Regions from separate parts of the Rattus norvegicus genome. Here region 1 is linked to region 2. A link is a contact called in public Hi-C data. All regions are on one chromosome and are shown on one strand. Each heading gives the region's core, a stretch centred on a gene start, on an enhancer-like site or on the middle of the called end of the contact. The rest is flanking DNA. Distances are from core to core; before and after follow the strand shown.

Region 1 (4,164 bases), core at 628-3,127, 450 kb after region 2:
CCACTGCTGAGGTTATCACAGGGCTATCCAATGCTTGAGAGCTGTAACATTAGTCCTTATAGGAGCTGAGGGGCCCAGTAACTTAGAACAACCTGGGAGCTACACCACCAGAAGGTAGCTGCTTGCTGCCCCAGTTAGCTGAGTGCCAGGGCCTCTGGGGGTTAAAGCGCAAGGTGATGGACTTCCAGCAGGAACCCCTACAGCTCTGAGCTTCCAGCTCCTAAGTCTGTATTCCAGGGCTGTAGCTGCAGCCTCTGGTTCTAACATCTGTCAGTTCAGCTTCCAGCACCTCGGCACTCAAGGACTAGGACTGCTCAAACTGGAAGACTTCTCTTTGTCTTCTCTGACCCATATCTGGGTAGAGAAGAACCCTATTGGCTGATCAGTAACAGCAAGATTCTGGGGACTGCCACAGAGCTTCAACAACATCATTCATCTAGCTTGGAATCTGATATCTCCATGGCTGCGACCTCGCCAGGCCATAGGCAGTGTGTGGTGACACCTGGCGGCCAAGAGAGGAATTGTTAGCAGTTGGTGTAGATAGGGAAAGCGTCGTTCTAATCAGTGTAGGACTGGGCAGTAGCCCAGGAGCACATAAGCAAGGATGTGCGGAGCCCGGATGACGCCTTTTTACCTGATTCCAAACTCTAATGGACATGCTGCCTTCCCTGTCACCCCTGCCACAGGCCAGGAATCCCTGTTGCTTTGGATGTGGTTGCCTGGCTCTTCAGGGGCCCCACGTCCTATTTTCTCTCTGTATATAGAAATTGTACTGGTTTGAGACCTGCTGCTGGAGAGCGCCATAGGGGTTAAGAGGCCCACTGGAGCCCCACCATGACCTTCTTGGTATTCTGATAACTGTAACTTCTATGTAATTGGCATTTTAGAAATGCTAGGTGTGCCTAGCTGCCAGCCCACATGTGCAGACATGGGCACAGGTGTGTACATGCTGGGGGAGAGGCCCTCTGGAAAGGTGACTCCTGTGTGTGACCAGTATAGGGTGCTATAGCATTTGCTGAGAGTTGGTCTGCCCACCCATGTGAGAGCAGGCAGTTCTGACAGCTGTGCTGGGGCAGTGACTGTAAATGGGGCTTGTCCTACACCAGATGTCTGGACACCAGGTGTCTGTGTCTCTCGGTAAACACATGTGATTGTGGGGAGCTTGGTCAGTGACACCCAACCTCCAGCTCTGTGCAGTTTGGTCTTGTGGTTCCCAGGCGCTTGTCCAGCCATTCTCAGGGGTAGGAAGCAATCCAGCTTGGCCTACTTACCTTGCCTGCTCTGAGAGGGACAGGAGGCTGCATGTGATCTTACACCTCGCCTGAATCATCCTCCCTTCCATGCCTGTCTTCACTTTATAAGCCCAGAGAGGTTGCATATTCTCCTTAGAATCACACAGGGTCCCCAGCTAGGGCTGATGAGAGGCTAGGGTGAGGCTGGTCTGTCTGATCCTATCTGCCTAAGCCTGCTGCCTCAGGAGGCGGTTGTCAGGAGCTAGCAGGGCATGCCTTAGCTCCCATGTTCTATGTAAATCTCACCATGGCTCCCCATTGCTTGCAATACAAAGTTCAAGTTTCAGAGCCCACCATCCTGGCTCCACCCTCTTCAGTCTTATAGTCATTACTCCCTGCTGAACCCTGTGTACCAATCACCTTAGCCACTCTTCTTTCCGAGATCCTTGTAGCCTCCTCTTCCAACTCTGTACCTTTTGCTTGGAGAGCCTGGAAACTCCTATTCATCCTGCAACACCCAGCTCTGACCATCCTCCACAGAGTAGGTGCTTCCCCAACTGCCTTCTAGTTGCCTGCTAGTAGCACTTCTCAGGTCATATGCAAATGAGCCTCCCTTCTAAGTCCCCAGCACCCAGCACCAGGCACAGAACAAAGCAGGCACAGATAAATGCTGAGTGAATCAACAGCACAGGCGCGCTCTTGCTGGAATGCAGACTAGCTGGGAGGAAAGTGGTGACTCTTTTTCCACTATTCGGAGTTTGCCAAAAGATCCAGAGCAGGCCAGGGCTGGGGGAAGGGGCAGGTTGATGTAACAGTTGGAATAGCCCAGGTATCCTCTTTCTACCCCTGAAGCACATGCTCCTGGCTTCTCCTTGGCAGGGGTTGCTGATAGCTTCAGCTCTGGTGTCAGGTACGGGGCTCAACCTCTGAGACTGTCTGTGTCCTGGTAGGTTAGTCAGAGTTAGCCTCATCCTTCTTTCTGTCCATTTTATCAGATAGGGAGCTCAAGGCCAGTTCTGCTTGGCTGACACTAAGGTTTCTGTCCTCCCTGTTCTAGGACTTTGACCTTTGAAGCTCAGGAAGGGTGGGGACAGGAAGGGACAGTAGGGCTGTGCTGGCTCCAGGGCTTTGGCATCAGGGTCAGGGTTTATGCCTGAAGTTCCCATCCAGAGCCGAGTCATCAGGTCAACGCCCTTGGGTCAGCTGAGCCATCCCTGTGAGAGGTTGGCAGAGTCGAGAGACGGTAGCTGGGATTGAGGCTTTCTAAGCACCATCCTGCCTCCAAAGGTCAGGCCCAAAGAGAATAAGGATCGTCTTGTCACGGCTTGGGGACAAGAACTCCTGGGAGAAACCCACCAGCACCAAGAAGACAAAGTATGCCATGACCCAGGTCTGGGCCATTCTTTCTGTGGGTCAGGCTGGGAGGCTTCAGCTTTTTCACTGCGAGCAGCACAGTGTTGGTAGCCATATTCTGGCCTGCTCACCCTGCACAATGTAATTTGTGTCCTCTTGGTGAGTCTCCTCCAGACTACATGGCCTTTGTGCAATATCCCACTTGTGCCTCCAGGCATGGGTGCTAGAGATGAAGTTTCTAAATAGGTAGGGGTAAGATGTGGTTCTGCATGGAAGAGAAGAGGGAGTGAGGTGTTGGCCTATGCTGATAGTAAACTGAGTCCCAGTAACTGGCACCAGGTATGGCATAAAGCAGAACATAAACAACCTTGCATACACAGCCCAGGGAAAAGGCGGATCTTTTCCAGCTAGTTAGACAGGTATGTTTGTCAAAATGTTTGGGCTAGGGCCAGAGCAAAATGCAGGGGTGGGCTGGGTGATCATGAAAAGGGTGAGCGAGAAAGATGTGCATAGGATAGTCCAATCTGGAACAGGAGGGAGGAGAGACAGCCTGTTGGCAACTCTGTTGCCTTGGGCTGGAAATATGACTTCTCTTTCACTCTCCCATATCCTATCTATTGGACCCCAGAACATTCTAGAACCTGACCTCCCCTCCCTCTCTGTTCCCAATATTTGCACCACTGGTGAGTCCTGCAAAATGAACTCTTAGGACATTCCAATCTTGATGCCTTCCCTCTGTAAGCTTCTCTATTCCAGACCATCCAACTGAGGGTCATCCTTGTGTACAGTCCTAGCTGCTCTGGCCTGACCACTACCCTGCCTCTCTTGCTGCTAGCCTCCAGGGCCCAGTGTGCACTTCTACTGTGTTTCTGCAGGATGCTTCTGTGGACACAGCCCTTTCTCTGCAGAGTGCCTGGCCACCTGGGCTAACCTACCCCTGTCCACCTTGCGGTTCTGTGGTTCTCTGGAGCCTACCTCTCAGACTCACTTTCCCTTTGCCTCCACATCACCCTGATGTTCTGTAGGCTAAACTCGCTGCTTGGCCTGTGACCATTTCCTCTGCCCCAGACGTTGCTTCCTGGTGCTCAGAAGGCCTCTTTCCTTTCCTTTCCTCTTTCCCAGAAGGCACCACTTCCCCATGTGTTTTCTCAGGTATGCCCTCGTTGACCACCAGGTCTTTCCATGATAACTCTCCCCACCACCTTGCACTTCACCTTCTTAGAAAGTGTAGTTTGCTCAGAGCTTGTTCCCTTATAGATATTATTCCTGTTCTCAGGAGCTCTAGGAAACAGGGGCTCTAAGAAACGTGATGTGCTTTTGGTGGGAAACCTGGGTGTCTGAGCTAGTAGGGAAGCTTGCAACATGTCCCGATCCTTCCCCAAAACTCAGTTTCCCCACCTGTGTTCTAAGGCTCAGCTCCCCTTTTCACAGCCAGTAGCATCATGTTGGGGGGAACCAAGCCTTTGCTTTATCCTTGAAGAGGGTTACCATGGAAACAGTCTTGGCTCCGGCTTAGGGAGCATCCAGTCCTTTGTTAGATCTGGGCCTGCCTTCAGCTACCCCCTCCTCCGTTGCCTGA
Region 2 (3,952 bases), core at 4-2,503:
TCATGGCTATTGGGGCCTGACAGACAATGGTCACTTGGTTTTTGCCTCTGGTGCCTAGAGCGGTTGGGCTGCAGGAGGAACTCGGACAGTTTCTATGGAGTGAATATTCCTTGTCCTATCTCTATGCTGGGATCCTGCCCAGGAGAGCACATACTTTCTACCTGACTAAGCCAATGTCCCTCCCCACCCCCTGCCCTTCTTCCATGGGGGTTTTGCTAGTGGCCCTGATGGGTGGAAGGCTGACCAGGGATTTGAGGGCACAGCAAGCTCAGGTCCCAGTCTCATAAGAAGAGGGTCTTCATCTTTTCTGTTCAGGGTTGTGACCCCAGTGTCTGGGTCACCACAGCTACTCAATAAAATGTTGACTTGATGAGACAATGAATGTGACCAAGTGTGGTCTCACACTGAGTCCTTGCACTAGGGCCCACTCTCCTTTATTGTCACTCTCCCTGATTTTATCTGCTTCCCCCACAGCCATGAATGCTATAGGAACAGAACATGGGGTCTGCAGGGCAGTGAGCCTACAGCCTCCTGCAGAGGTGGTCCCCAGATCCTTGACAAGGTCTCCAAATCCTTTAGATGCCTGCTTCCTACTGTGTTCTTTCTCTTGGCATATTCAGGCATCTGCCATGTCAGGGGACCCCATGTCCTATCAACCAGTGAACTCTATAGAGATCTTAGACTAGGACCCCAGACTCAGATATGTACCCCACCCCCACTAGTATTTGGACACACCAGGTAGGCTGAACGGAGCCCAGGTATGGGGCATAACACTGTCCTGACCATAGCCCTAGACCACATGTGATCATGCCCTGGGGTATGTTCCTTGCAGAGAAATCCAGTTATGTTGGAAGGTAACTCATTCGTGCCCCCTGGCTGACTTGAACTTTCTCTGTTCGTAGGCTGCAGAAATCACTAGATGCCCTGGCCTAACCACAACCCCCTTCATTTAATTCCTGTCATCCTCAAAGCTGTCCATCACCATTTATCATTTGGGTTTCAGGCTCAATCAACATGGGTTCAGCAAGGTCCCCCTCCCACCTCTGCCCCTGCAGCCCCTCACCATCCCTCTCTGTAGTACCACTCACAGGTCCACTGTCCTTCTCAGAGAGTTGGGTTGAAGGGGGCTGGAAAACCATGACTGAATTCACTGATTGGCTCCAAAGCTTCCCCCAGTGTCCTCACTGAACACTAGATAGATGAACAAACACATGCATCCTGTCACCCAGGCTGGAGTTAGGCCTGGGGCCCTGCTCCCTTTCTCAAGTGTGGTGGCTCTTGGCTCTGCATTCCTGGACTCAGCCAGACTGGACATATTCCCTAAAGGCACTCTATCTGTGCAGAACAAGCCAGATTCCTGTCCTTACCTTAACCCACACAGCAGAACTATATACGGCAAGATATTTACAGCCCATCCAGGCCTACCAGAAACGTTTTGGAACATGGGGCTGCTCATAGGTGGCAAGGCTTTTGATGTACAAAGGTGTCCACTTCAGATACCCAGGGCCATGTTCTTGGTCTTATGCTTCTACTGTGAACCCACCTATCCCCTCTTTTCCCTCTTTTCCTCCTGGCTTCCTACCTCCCAGAGAAAAACCTTTGCAGCTACTGCAGAAGCAGGTCAGAGCTGAGGAGGGTCCTGGAAGCCATAGCAAAGCTGAGCTGTTTCAGCTGAGTCACTCCTGCTGGGCTACGTGGCCTCTTGGACTGCCCTGCCCTGCCCTGCTCTGCTCCACTTCATGTCCTGTAACCCAGGTACTATAGATATGTCCATGACAGAGGTGTGGGCAAGCAGAGGGCAACTCCTGAGAGTCACATGTTCTGTGGGGGACCTAGACTTTGTCCCTTCCTAGGGGCATTCTCTGGAGTTCAACTTCTTTGTGGAAGACGAGCAGGAAGGGGTAGCCTAGATGGAAGAGAGTAGGCAGGGCTTGGGGAATCCTGACTGGGACATCCTAAAGCAAGGGGTTATTCTGTGTTTTCTGCCCCCAGCCCCAGCCCCTGGGCAGAGGCTTAGAGATAAAGCAAAGATCATGGTAAGTGCTGCTCTAGGGTTAAACCACTCTATGCCTAGTCATAAGAAACAACTTGGAAGGGGACAAAGGGGAAGAGAGACTTGTTCTAAGGCTAAGGGAAACAATTGCAAAAGGGAACTTAGAGGCTCCGAGGTCTGTCAGGTCTCAGGAAAACTCTGAGTGTTATACACAAGTATACCAGCAGAGGGCAGTGTTTGGCTGCCTCAATATGATAGTGGCTGGTCCCACAGCAGTGAGACTTGGAGTAGGGTCGGGGCTGGGTTTCTCTTCAGGCCTGCAGTCAGCTTCTGCCATGCTCAGGTGACTTTGCTGGCTCCCCTAAGATAACATCAATGCCTTCTGCGACCTCCAGCTGCAGAGCCTCAGTAGGGCCTGTTATCCAGGCAAGGCATGGGCCATAGAGCGCGTAACAGGGAAGACAATAGGCCTTCAGGCTGTCCTTCAGCCTGGCCTACTTCTCTGGACTCATGGCCTCATGCTGGGTCCTCTACTCTGCCACAGGCCCACTAGCATCCTTCTGTCCCCAAAGCAGAGGACTTTATCGAGCCTCAGGGCTTTGTGTTTAACCTGTCTGATGCCCATAGGGAAGGGATGGGGTCCTTTCCCTGGCCCAAAGCTATCATCTCAAATGTCACCTTCTCATATAGGCCTGTTAAGCACCTTGGAGTTCCAGCTTTCAGTCCTCTGTGCCCCAAATACTTGGTGCCATCTCAAGGGACCCCACATAATAAAAGGGCTTGTGGTCCCTAGGTGGGTACTCAGAACCTCTGTCCTCACAACTCCTAAGACCTTCTAGGCTTAGGGACAGAGAGGACTGGAGACTTCCATTCTTGTCTGCCCATAGGCACCCTGTGAGTCCTTGGAACTGGAAAGCCTACTCTCCATATGTACAAGGCAAGACCACACACACACACACACACACACACACACACACACATAGACACACAGCTGCCAGCCAGCCCTCTTGCCTTGAGAGGAGGGGTTTCTTCCTGGACAGACCTTATCAAAGGCCTGTGGATAAGCAGAGACCCAGGAAGGTAAGGCCCATTGATGATGTAATTTTGCCCTACAGAAGGCTCCTTCATTCAGTAAGTAGTGTGTAGCAAGTGGCCAAGAACACCGGGTGGCACTGACATCTAGTGGTTCTGATATGGGCACTGAGGACCATGTAGGCAGCCATGGCTGTATCCTCTGCTTATGTCCAGGTTCCAGATGTGGTTGGATCCTCTGCAGGCAAACTTCCAGGTCCCTGATGCCTGGAATTCTTGCCATATCCAATCCAAGGACTCAGGGGGCTTGCCCTTTTGGTCTTTGCTCCCCGACTGCAGGCCCAAGATGTGCATGAGATCTAGCTCTGTCAGCTAAAGCCTCCATGCCTTCTGGGCTCAGTGATTGACTGAGATTGGGCTATGGACCTAGTCTGGCCAATTAGAAGCAGCCCGGGCAGGGTGTTCTGGGTACCAGGCTTCAGAAGTGTGAATGAGGAAGAGAGGGACCACCTTGTCATTAAGCTACAGACTTTCTGAGAATGAGGACAGGGAAGCAAGCAAGCCTGGGAATTATGCAAACTTTAATGTCATCTTATATCCCATTAGCTAAACCTGAAGACTCCTGGACTGGACCATTCACTCCTCTGACAATACCTCCAAGCAAGGCTGGGACCCCAGAAGGTACAAACTGTGATGTCATCTTATATCCCATCAGCAACGCTTGGCTCATGGGCTGGACCATTTGCTCCTCTGGACAATATCTCCACTGGACTTAGACTTGTACCAAGACTCCCCCTGACCACAGACTAGAGGAGCTACCTCACAGCTCTACTCCTGCCTGGTGTACTCGCCTATGAGCCAAAGGACTTTCTAGATACAGAAAGTTGCATTCTGTTCCCACCTGAACTTGAGTGTCCCAGCTCAAGA

What was found. Hi-C and Micro-C count contacts between places; a contact is called where the count stands out from the background.
Region 1: a Hi-C map of the A7r5 cell line shows a contact between it and region 2, with 5 times the contacts expected there. The contact joins two enhancer-like sites. A contact is called at or near these places in 3 of 12 Hi-C or Micro-C datasets (the A7r5 cell line, mammary epithelial cells and psoas muscle).

The regions. Positions count from the first base shown.
Region 1 is chr4:125,328,629-125,332,792 of GRCr8, forward strand. No RefSeq gene overlaps it. Among named protein-coding and RNA genes, the nearest start is that of Fbln2, 69 kb to the left of the region's middle. Within about 2 kb of position 1,878, at least 28 of the 93 cell types and tissues checked have an H3K27ac peak or open chromatin away from gene starts, as enhancers often do. A contact at or near this core is called in the A7r5 cell line, where this site is marked.
Region 2 is chr4:124,878,963-124,882,914 of GRCr8, forward strand. It overlaps a transcript of Iqsec1 not described here. Among named protein-coding and RNA genes, the nearest start is that of Iqsec1, 53 kb to the left of the region's middle. Within about 2 kb of position 1,254, at least 6 of the 93 cell types and tissues checked have an H3K27ac peak or open chromatin away from gene starts, as enhancers often do. A contact at or near this core is called in the A7r5 cell line, where this site is marked.